Regions from separate parts of the Oryctolagus cuniculus genome. Here region 2 is linked to region 1. Evidence: chromatin contacts called from public Hi-C data. All regions are on one chromosome and are shown on one strand. The core of a region is the stretch at or near the end of the contact, and the rest is flanking DNA. Distances in the headings are between cores, read along the strand shown.

Region 1 (6,123 bases), core at 1,089-3,588:
ATGACACAAGCACTGGGGTTTCTGCTACCCACTCATGTAAAACCTGGATGTAGTTTCTGTCTCTAGGCTGCCACCTGACCCAACCCCAGATGTTACAGGCATTTGGGGAATAAACCAGCAGACAGAAGAGCTCTCTTCTCTCTCCCTCCCTGTCACTATGCCTTACAAATAAGTAGATTTTGGGGCCGGCGCCATGGCTCACTTGGTTAATCCTCCACCTGCAGTGCTGGCATCCCATGTGGGCAGCAGGTTCTAGTCCCAGTTGTTCCTCTTCCGGTCCAGCTCTCTGCTGTGGTCCGGGAGGGCAGTGGAGGATGGCCCAAGTGCTTGGGCCCCTGCACCCTATGGGAGACCAGGAGGAGGCACCTGGCTTCTGGCTTCGGATCGGCGTACCTCCGGCTGTGGTGGCCATTTGGGGGGGGGGGGTGAACCAATGTAAAGAAGACCTTTCTCTCTGTCTCTATCTTGCTAACTATCTGTCAAATAAAAAAAAATTTTTTTAAAGTAGATTTTAAAAGAAAATTCAATTGTTTCTTTTTACACGTGTTAATATGGTTAGAAAATTTAAAATCACATTTGTAGGTTGTATCAAACGTCTATTTGTTGGGCCAGCACTGTGGTACAGTAGGTTAAACTACCACTTGCAGTTCCAGCATCGCATATGAGCACCAGTTCAAGTGCCAGCTGCTCCACTTCCAATGCATCTCCCTGTGAATGCACCTGGGAAGGCCTCAGAAGATGACCCCAGTGCTTGTCCCTGCCACCCACGTGGGAGGCCCGGAAGAAGCTCCTGGCTCCTTGCTGTGGCCTGGCCAAGCCCTGGCTGTAATAGTCATCTGGGCAGTGAACCAGTGGATGGAAGATATCTCTCTCTCTCTCTCTCTCTCTCTCTCTCTCTCTCCCTGTCTCTCTCCTCTTCCCCCCCGCCCCGTCCTGTAACTCTGCCTTTCAAATAAATAAATAAATAAATAAATCTTTTTAAAAAGTCTATTTGTCAGTGCTTTCCCAGACCTTGCAATCAAGGTTACTACTGCACCCTGGTGGCAGTCCACCTCAAATGCAAGCCCAGTTCCTCAGGTGTCAAGTTACACAGAATGAAAGCCAACATCCTCAGCTCTTATGCACAGGTTAGGATAGAACCTCTGAAATAACAAGCAGTTTACTGTCGCTGTTTTGCCTGTAGGAGAATATTAACTTGCTGAAGAGGGAGGATGAGAAGAAAGAGAAAGGGAAGAAAGAAAACAAAGGCTAAAGGAGGGCAAGAAAGGGACAGTGGGACAAATTGTTAATTTCTCAGTTACCATCTCCTATTTAGGAACAACTACATCCTAAAAATAGGTCTAGAGGAAGCACTGACTGGGGCCAGCCGCTGGCACAGTAGGTAAAGCCGCCACCTGCAGCACCGGCATTCCATGTGGGTGCCAATTTGTGTCTGGCTGCTTTTCTTGCGATCCAGTTCTGTTTGTGGCCTGGGAAAGTAGGGAGGATGGCCCAAGTCTCTGGGCCCCTGCACCCACCTACGTGGGAGACCTGGAAGAAACTCCTGGCTTCTGGCTTCATTCTGGCCCAGCTCTGGGTGTTGTGGCCATTTGAGGAATGAACCAGCCAGCAGATGGAAGATCTGTCTCTCCCTCTCTGTAACTCTGCCTTTCAAGTAAAATAAATAAACCTTCTTTTTAAAGGTTTATTTATTAATTTGAAAGGCAGAATTACATAGAGAAAGAAGGAGAGGCAGAGACAGAGAGAGAGGTCTTCCATCCACCAGTTCACTCCCCAACTGGCCACTGATTGGAAGCCAGGAGCTTCTTCTGGGTCTCCCACGTGGGTGCAGGGGCCCAAGGACTTGAGCCATCTTCTACTGCTTTCCCAGGCCACAGCAGAGAGCTGGATTGGAAGTGGAGCAGCCGAGACTAGAACCAGTGCCCATATGGGATGCTGGCACTGCAGGTGGTAGCTTTAGCTGCTATGCCACAGCGCTGGCCCCAATACGTCTTTAAAAAAAAAAGGGAAGCACTGATTTATGATTTTGATAGAAAAGACATTGATAATTTCTTCCTTAATTTGAGTATTACAACTATATTTAATAAAAACAATTTTTAAATTATTTTTACTTAAGACCCATCACGTGGTATGCTTTGGTGGAAATATTTAAATAGCACCCAAGGCTTGTTTTCATTCTGCATTTGCTCCTCTGGAGTCACGCAATTACTGACGTGAAAGCCTCTTCTTTTGCAAAGCATCCTGACTTAGGGATATCACTGACACACAGCTGTGTCTCCCAAATACAGGTCTTGAGACGCTGCCTTACATAATCCCAAGTATTCCATTCTTCTCTGGCAGTCTCAGTCACCATAGTAACCAGAATCCGGCAAGCACTTGAGCTTTTGATCATTTTCCGACGGTATTCAAAGCTTTTTCTAACAATATTCTCCCTTCATTACAGCTGTAGCTACACGTGAGCACTATTGTAAGCAAGACGCCATTCATTTTGTTCAGTTCTTACTCTCTGGGCTGTTCTCTTATACAGTAAACAGAAAGAAGAGCTAATCTGTCATGCATATATTGTGAGCAGGAATTTGCAGTCAAGAAAAATACTCCATTAAGCTGTTTGCAGTTGGGAAAATGAAAGCTCTGACAATTTTGATGAACAGCTTAATGTGAGGTGTAAAGACAGACCTCCAAGAGTGGAACGAGAATTTATTACAGCCCGGATGAAACATTAAGCAGATCCGAGCCTTTCATGCAGTGAGCTGCACAGTGCATTTTCTCACCCCGCTCATAAAGCGTTCAGGAGTCCGTGTGAGAGGGAACACAGGGGGGCTTCAGGGGTGCTGTGTTCCGTTTCTTTATCTGATATAGACCACGTGAGTGTGTTCAGTTTGTAAAAAATACACATCTGGCAGGTGCACATTTCTTCAGTATGTTATCTTAGGTAATAAGTTTGATATCCAGTGTATGAGATGAAGTGTGAACAAGAAACCACAAAGGAAAGCTAGCAGAATGAGGACTCTCAGTGAAAGGCACGTGTGCGAGGGTTGGGGAGGGGGGTTACACCCTTCCAGCTGGATCCCCACCCCACCCCCAGCACCCCCGGTGCTGCTCCAGACAAGCACCGTGATCTGGTTCTTATTCACACCAACACTGTGGGTTGGGGAGGCAGCAATAACAACCTCTCCTCTTAACTATTCCAAAAGCAACGCACAAAACCTGTGTCACTGCTTCAAAGTAGAGAGGTGTTTAATCCACAACCACCAGAGCTTTCCTTCAGGGAGAGAAGTGGGAGAGTAACGTCGAGAAGGGTGCCACACTCACCCCCCACCACCACCCAGGGGAGTTGTAACAAAGACCTAGTGGATCAAGGGGGCCCTTTCCAAGCAAAGTCTAAAATCGAACAAAGAATGTTTTCACTGATACAGCAACACAGAGAATACACACAGCCTCACGCAGTAAACACTGAGGGAAAAACCAGTCCCTTGGAAGAGAGAGGCCAACTTGGGCACTATGAGCAAGTGGTTCCCACTAAGGGGTATTACAGCACGGATGTAAGTGTGATACGAAATACTCACTATAGAGAGAATCATGTAATAAACAGTATTTTTGTAATTTGCTTTTTATTTCTCATTTAGTCAAATGCCACGGACAACTTTTCATTTCTACCTCTACCAAAATCTTTTAATAGTTCTTTGCTAGAAGTTCTAGTTATACAGGTATGGAGTCACATAGCATGATTAAAACAGAGACATCGGATTTTCTTTAAAGATGACAAGAATCAGGGGTGGGTTTCTGCTGCTGGTTAAGATGCCCTCATCCCACACAGGAGTGTCTGGGTTCCATTCCGGCTCCAGCTCTTGACCCCTGCTTCCCACCAACGTAGGGATGATGGCTCATGTAGCTGGGTTCCTGGCACCCACCTGGGAGACCCAGACTGAGTTCCTGTCCTTGGCCCAGCCCTGGCCATCACAGGCATTTCAGTGTTGAGTAAGCAGATGGGAGATCTGTCACTGTCTGTCTCTCTGCCTCTCAAATAGCTTTTTGAAAAATGAAAAGAATGACAGAGCCAAAGTACTGACCTCTCAGTAAACCACAGATCTATGTTATCCAACATAGTGTTCCCTAGCAACATCTATTTTTGGTTGTAGCTATTAGAAATAATTAAGGCATTAATTAATAAGTACAGGCATTTGGCATGGCAGTTAAGATGTTGATTAGGATGCACATATCTCATGTTGGAGTGCCTAGGTTCAAGTCCTGGCTCTGCTTCCTGCTAATGCACACTTTGGGAGGCAGCAAGTAATGGCTCAAGTAGTTAGGCCCCTGCCACCTGAATGGAGATCTGAGCTCCTGGTTTTGGTATGACCTGGCCCCGACTCTTGCAGACATTTGGGGAATGAACCAGAGGATGGTAAATCTGTGTGTCTCTCTGCTTTTCAAATAAAATAAATAAATAAATAAAATAAACATTTTTAAAAGGAATTAAGGCTTATTTAAATCGAAAAAAGGTCATTCATACAAAACAATGAAAATAAATCCTTGGTGAATTTCTTTCCCACTCTTCCAGGTGACAGGAAGATCATCAGATTTTAAAACAGCGTATGAAGAAGATCCTACTCTGCATTGGGAAGGAATCCCTGATTTCCAGGTAGATCATGATATCCGCAAGTTACACATAGGGATATTTCATTTTAATGAAGGAAGTATAACAGGTAAAAACATTAAATAATATGAAAAATGATACGTATTATAAAGAAAATTAAATGACTATAGGGATGAGAGACTGAAAGGGCAGCTTTAAGATAGGAAAGCCACTGAAAAGTCATTTGACAACTTTGTATCACCTTTTTAACTGGAAATATGTTTTTTAAAAGACAAATTTACTCCTTTAAAAGTAAACCTGGGGCCGGCGCCACGGCTCACTAGGCTAATCCTCCGCCTCGCGGCGCCAGCACACCGGGTTCTAGTCCAGGTCGGGGCGCCGGATTCTGTCCCGGTTGCCCCTCTTCCAGGCTAGCTCTCTGCTGTGGCCCGGGAAGGCAGTGGAGGATGGCCCAAGTGCTTGGGCCCTGCACCCCATAGGAGACCAGGAGAAGCACCTGGCTCCTGCCATCGGAACAGCGTGGTGTGCCGGCCGCGGCGGCCATTGGAGGGTGAACCAACGGCAAAGGAAGACCTTTCTCTCTGTCTCTCTCTCTCCCTGTCCACTCTGCCTGTAAAAAAAAAAAAAAAAAAAAAAAAAAGTAAACCTGGCCAGTACATTTCCACACCAAGGTATATAAAACACAATTATAAAAGATAAAAGAAGGGCTAGTGCTGTGGCATAGCAGGTAAAGCCGCTGCCTACAGTGCGGACATCCCATGTTGGGGCAGGTTCGAGTCCCAGCTGCTCCACTTCTGATCCAGCTGCCTGTTGATGCACCTGGGAAGGCAGTGGAGGATGGCCCGAGTGCCTGGGCCCTGTACCCCATGTGGGAGACCTGCAAGAAGCTCCTGCCTCCGGGCCAAGTATGGCACTGAGGTGCTCCCACGTGGAACGTGGGCATCCTAGCCGAATGCCCTCCCCCACCCTGAGCATTTTACCTATAGCAAGAATTTGTTCAGACTAGATCTAAGCTAAAGAAACTTTAGGTATGAAGTAGGTGAATATCCCAAGAATCTTAAGAACTAAAATAGAGGCTTAATTATTGAAATAAAAAATGGTGCAAAATTATTTACCCACCTCATACCAAGAAAATACAAAGACACATTTCGACAAAGACACACATGGGTTCAGCTCCCAGTCCGTTCAGGGTACACAGCACTAAACTACAAATATCACTGTCTACAACATTCCATCACTACTTTCATCAACAGGTATTTTATTCTGAAAACAGAAAGAACAAAAACACAAGTAAACAATGCAGAAAAATGCAACAGGAGCTGTACATCCAATAGCACAGCATTCCTAGGCTCCCAGGACCTCAGTGTCTTGAAGTGTAAAATCAGATGTCAATCAGGTGTGGTATGAGCAAGCACAGAAAATCACCTAACAAGAATACCCCTTTTCAACAGGAGTAAAGCAATGTAAGTTACCTTCCTTACAGTTTTCCTCTTAGAATAAAGAAATACTGTCAAGGAAAAGTAAACTGA
Region 2 (6,023 bases), core at 278-2,777, 87 kb after region 1:
TAAATGTGTGATCTTGGCCAAATACTGACATCTTAGGCCTCAGTCCCTGGGTGACACAATACACTGCACACTCGCAATGCTTTGAGGATTACAGGAAGTACATATAATGACTTGCACATAGTATCTGGCACATAAACACCAGCTTTTCAAACATGATGGAGAAGTGGAAAATTTTTTCAGAATACGCTATATGATATATGATCTTGGCTTTTTAATTTTTTTTCATTTTTATTTAGGCAGAAGGCTGGGAGAAAGAGAGATCATTCCAATGCCTGCAACAGCCAGAGCTGGGCCAGGACAAAGCCCTTAAGTCTGGGTCTCTCACATGGGTGCCGAGGACACACACTCTGTAGCCATCCCCCGCTGCCTCCCAGGCTGTGCAATCGCAGGTGGCTGGAGCGGAAGCAGAACCAGGACTCAAACCCATGCACTCTGACAAGGGGGTGTGGATGTCTTCACTGTATGCCAAACACCTGTCCCAGAAGTTGAAATTATGACTAAAGTAAAAAAAATAAATAAAAATAGGATTTCTCAATTCTCCATGTTTCCCACCTTATTCTAGGCAGGAAAAAAAAGTGTAGAGGCAGCAATTTTAAGTCCTCAAAAGAAAAACCTTGCGGGCCAAATAGAAAACTTCATCCACTGACTGTGCAAGCATGCAGGACGGCACAGGTGCGGCCAAGCGACCAGGGACACACGAAGCCACAGAGGAAGGCGCTCTCGCCTTACCTGCTTTTCCGTTTCCGAGGTGGTTTCTCCACTGTGCCAGTCAGTCTACAGAGCAAACAAATAAGACGGTAACTCCAACTCCCGTCCAAGAGCCGAGCTGGGCCCTGCACCCGCCGGGACCCGACCCGACGAACGCCCCGTCCCCCCAGCGCCCGCGCAGCCTCCGGGTCCGTCACCCCATCCCCAGCCTCTGTTCGTCACAGCCCAGCTCCCCCAAACCAGCCGCCTCCACCGCCTCATTGTCTGCCGCGTCACCCCCGCAATCCCCCCAGCCTCCGCTCTCCCGCGCCCACCCCCTCCCGCCCGTGCACGGCCCCTCCGGGCCCCGCCCCTCCAGGCCCCGCGCCCCCCGCATTCCACGGCCCCTCCGCGGGGCGCGCGCCCTGCCCTTCCCGGCCCCGCGCCACCAGCCGCAGCTCTCGGCGCCCGTTCCTCCGCACGCCCCTCGCCCGGCCTCCAGGATGCGATCGCCGCTCAGCCCGCGCCCCCGGCCCTCGGCGCCCCCAGCCCTCCGGTGTCGGCGCCCCGAGTCGCTGCCCCTGGGCCCGCGCCCTCGCCCCCGCCCGATCCCCAACCCCGGCCTCCGCCCGGCTCCCGCCCCACCTTGGGGCCAGGCGACTCCGCGGCTGCTGGGGCTGCCGGGCTCCTCTGACCATCCGGCTCCGGCTCCGCCGCGGGAGATGCTCCGGCGGCCGCAGGGCTCGCTCGGCAAGCTGAGGCGGCGGAGGCTGGAGTAGGCGGAGAGGCGGGAGGAGGGCCTCGCGCCTCTGCCAGACTTGCCGCAGGGCCCGCCTCCTCCGCGCCTCTCCTCGGCTCCCATTGGCTGGGGCTTTAGTGTGGCCGAAAGCCTCGCAGCCGATTGGGCGCTAGAGCTGTCACATTCCGCGCCGCCTACCCACAGGTTTGGTTGAGACTGCAGGTGGCAGCAGAGGTGCCTTAGAGGCTGCTAGCGGGACCGGAGAAGACCTGAGCGCCACCGTGCGCCGGAAAGTAGGATCTGCAAGTCTGGCGCAAAACACCTGCCCGCAGGTTCTTTGGGGGGCTCTGCGTCATTCATCCCACACACCTGCTAGCGCCTCCCACCTCTGCACCACGCCAGGACCAAAAGTCAAGCAATGCAGTTTCCAAAAATTCCTCTGACAGGTGCGACAGTGAGGCACTTCTCCCAAACGAGCTTTCTTTTTGAACCACCTCAAATGCGGTCTCTTGTCTCTACAGCTTGCTGAAATGGTCTCGCAGCTCACAGCTAACCCTCATAGAAGATTCAGACATAAAGCTGTAAGAATCCACCAAAATAAAGCAGTTTGGATGCTCAGTCCTCCGCAGGAGAGATCCCCAGTTTGGGTGCAGGCTTTGAAGAATGCAAGATTTTTTTTTTTTTTAAATCATCATGAATTAAAAATCAACACTGCAAACAGAATTGATGCCATAATTAAAAGCAACATGTCTCATTTTGGAAGGCCAAAACAAAATTGATGCCTGGGTGTGTGCTAACCATCCTGTGACACTACAGATAATGGTTAAGTTCTAGTTAATTTTAAAATAAATTTCATGCAAAATTACCAATACATAAGCACAGTACTAGCTACCTTTTTCTACTTTAACAAGGCTAGCCTTGTAAGTATAAGGCACAGCTAAGATATCAGCAAATTCTCTAAGGTGGTGAAGCCTCTCAACAGCCCTATTCCTGAATACGGTTTTTCATTGGTAGGTTCTCATCATCTATTTGGGTCTGGGAGGCAGCCTGAGTTTCTCCTAAGACATTACCATTAGAAAATATTTTTTCTGATGTGAATGCCTAGAATACACATCAACAGCCAAGGGATAAATCTTTCATATATCCATAAATGGCAAAAAATTAGGATATTTTTCCACAAAAAGGCTGCCCTTTATTTGAGATGGTTATTTTTGTGTCTGATAGTAACATGGCCTTCCTCTTACAAATACTGATGGCAAACTGTGCTGGGACCACTTACACAGCTTTGATAAGGAAAAATGTTGCTGAATCTCCATTGGTCCCCCAAATTAATTTTATGACACTGTTTGCTTCAACCCCCACCCCAAACAAGTGTTTCTACCTATATTATCAAGCCACAGAGAGAGAAGTCCAGGATAATTTGTCAACCAATGGGGAGGCTCGTAAGATATTAAAATTCTCTGCCTGCTCTTCAACATCTTCTGTCATTGGCCAACTCTCCGAAGCTATTCGTCCTCCCACTGAATACCCTCAAGTGTTATCCTCGTGATGTGTCCAAGTTCTGGTAACCTCTGCTTCTGTGTTCTTACTCTGTAAGATACATACAACCCATTATTCCAGCCCATATTAAATTTACACTCCCTCTTTTTAATCCTCCCCAGTTATCCCATCTCCCATTTAACATTTCCTTCCACAATGAATTGTAATTTAAAAAGCTGCAAGACGGACAGCTGCTTGGCAAGTTGAAGATGCCAATTGGGACTACACTCCATATCAGAGTGCGTAGGTATGAGTCCTGCCTCTGCTTCTAACTCCACCGTCCTGCTTACACACAGCTTGGGAGCAACCAGTACTGGCCCAAGTGTTTGGATCCCCACCACCCACAAGGGAGACTCAGACTGAGTTCTGGGGTCTCCTGGCTTTGGCCTGGTTCAACCTCTGGCTGTTGCCTTCATTTGGGAAGTGAAACAGTACAATCTCTCTCTGCCTTCCCAATAAATTTTTAAAATTTTGTTCCCAATTAAGTTTAAAAATTAAAAAAACCACAATATAGTAGCAATTACATATTATCTCGGATTATTACTTCCTAACTACACTGAAGCAGCAAATGTTGCATGAGCATGAACACTCAATAAACGGCAGCTTTGGGTCAGGAACTGAGCTCTTTGTGTGTGGAAACAAGATTCAGAGAACCCAGCTTGCTCAGGATCACAGAACTACAGTAACCAAGACAACTTAAGATAGCAATAGTTTACAATGTACTCTGGTGTGCCCTACAGGGTTCAAATTCCAGCTCCCCTGTGCAACCTGGAGCTAGTTACCTAGCATCTCTAAGCCTGTTTTCTTACTTGGGGTTAAAAAAAAAAAAAAAAAAAAAAAAAAAAAAAAAAGATATTCACATGTCCACAGAAAGGATATCACAAAATAGGGCATATGTGGCAATGGCCAAATGCACTCTGCACAGGTTAGCTGCTACTGCTGCAGGGCACAGCTGTTTGCCTTGTTTTGCTTTTTAAACTCGATCTGGCTGTATTCTTTCCACTATTCCATGCTTTCTGCAGTCTTGTATACCCCTTCCCATTTACAGACAACAGCAAAGTGCTGAAAATCAAAGTGCTACCCAGGGAATGAATGGAATACTTACATGGATAATTTGGCTGACATACACAAAATCTTCTATAAATGTCATACATTTTTGAACTAAGAAAACACTGGAGAGATCCATGCCAGCCTAAGTTTTCTCTCACAAAGGAAAAAGGCATAAATTCACCAACTGATCAGAAAATAGAAAACAGGAGCACGAGGAGCCAACCTTCCTCAGAAATCGAGTGTGCATCGGGTTCAAGTCCCAGCTGCTCTGCTGCCTATCCAGGCTCCTGGTGCGACCTGGCAGATGGAAGATCTCTCTTTGTCTCTGTCTCTCCTTTTCTCTAACTCTTCCTTTGGAATAAAATCTTAAAAAAAAAAAAAAAAAATTCTGGGGCTGGCAAGGTGGTGTACATCCCATATGGGCACTGGTTCGTGTCCTGGCTGTTCCTCTTCGATCCCAGCTCTCTGCTAATGACCTGGGAAAGCAGTGGAAGATGGCCCAAGCGCTTGGGCCCCTGCATCCGCATAGGAGACACAGAGAAACTGCTGACTTTGCATCAGCTCAGCTCCAGCCATTGCAGCCATTTGGGGAGTGAACCAGCAGATGGAAGATCCTTCTCTCCCTCTGTCTATAACTCTGCTCTCAAATAAATAAATAAAATCTTTTTGTAACAAACCCCGTGGGGCTGTCATCATGCTAGGGGTTCCCAATGTTTGGTTTTGCTGTTGTCCATGGCAGACTGTAAACACACAACTGAAAGAGCTGTGGTGACCTCCTGGAGCACAGCCCTGGGCACTACGTTCAGGCCACGATAAATCCCACCTTTCAGGAACTGGAACACAGCTCAGAGTCTAATGCAGAATGGAAAAAAGTTTCACTTTTGTTTACCAGTCAAGCAACCAAGTAAAGGAAGAAGCATTTTTTAATTTAAATGATGTTATATAAAATGCTAACTTCTTGTCAGGACATACTACAGACTATGCATTGGATGAAATTATTTTTTGACAAACTTCCTATAATCTTTTTATTAATTTACACTGAGGGAAGATAGCACCTTTCATCCAAAGAACTGAAGGTGCTTTACAAACATTACATTTAAAAAACAATTACATTTAAAAGTCTGGATTCTTGCTGTTAAAGCTCTGACTCCTGGAAGCTGACGGAAAACAGTTGTATTTCTGACAACGAATGAGGCTCAGACAGAGTCCTGATTTGCTTTTAAGATACAGGCATTTTCCAAAACCTGGTGCTGGGCTTACAAAGCAAAAACACACACATCGTAACACAGCGAACAGTGTTTCAAACCTTATTTCAAAAGCGAAATCCAGAGTTTAAGATGTCAGAATCTCCCAACAGTTCTAGACATCCAGACGGAATAGGAGCTGAAGTACAGTTGCATATGAGGTGTACTCTCGATCCAGGCTTGTTAGGATCACACTCAAAGGAACACATTTCAGGTAGTGAGATTTTTCAGGGAAACACATTAACCTACAAAAAGCTAGCCACGAGAGGAAAGGAAGCAAATGGCAATTCAACGTAGACAGTTCTCACTAGAGCCTAGGACACTTTATTTAGAAACCAAGTATATCATCATAGGCAAATAAAAATAGTTCTTACCCCCATTAATACAACATAAGGGATTTTACATTCAGACTAGATATAGGGAGTAACAGGCCCTCCTGCCTCCAAATCCACCACCTGCAAGTTTCTTCCACCACATGATTGCTCCATATGGTACATAGCCCTTATTTATCAGAGGGGTCCAAATATTCCTTTCAGTCTTCACAAAGTCCAAGACATTCACTCTTTCTTCCCTTTACATGTCTAGTAGTAAAAACTATTTTCTCCATGCAAAAAGCCATTATTCGGTTGAAGAGATACCAGGCAAAACAGAAATGGCAGATCAGGAATGGACAGAATATTATTGGCACATGCCCAACTAGTGACAGACAAATGCAGTACGCCATGACCTACAAATAAAAGTCACATTACAGGGATAATGAAAAC

Evidence for each region. Hi-C and Micro-C count contacts between places; a contact is called where the count stands out from the background.
Region 2: a contact with region 1 is called in a Hi-C map of an unstated tissue, with 2.0 times the contacts expected there. The contact joins the promoter of SCAI here to the enhancer-like site in region 1. A contact is called at or near these places in 2 of 6 Hi-C or Micro-C datasets (ear pinna and an unstated tissue).

The regions. Positions count from the first base shown.
Region 1 is chr1:228,875,268-228,881,390 of mOryCun1.1, forward strand. All of the region lies in intron 3 of SCAI (suppressor of cancer cell invasion), which reads right to left. Among named protein-coding and RNA genes, the nearest start is that of GOLGA1, 81 kb to the left of the region's middle. Within about 2 kb of position 2,339, at least 1 of the 8 cell types and tissues checked has an H3K27ac peak or open chromatin away from gene starts, as enhancers often do.
Region 2 is chr1:228,962,852-228,968,874 of mOryCun1.1, forward strand. It overlaps SCAI (suppressor of cancer cell invasion), which reads right to left and starts at 1,528. Exons shown (of 16, transcript XM_070056861.1): 1 at 1,333-1,528; 2 at 730-774. The coding sequence starts at 1,385. PPP6C (protein phosphatase 6 catalytic subunit) reads right to left here. Exons shown (of 7, transcript XM_002720442.5): 7 at 5,564-6,023.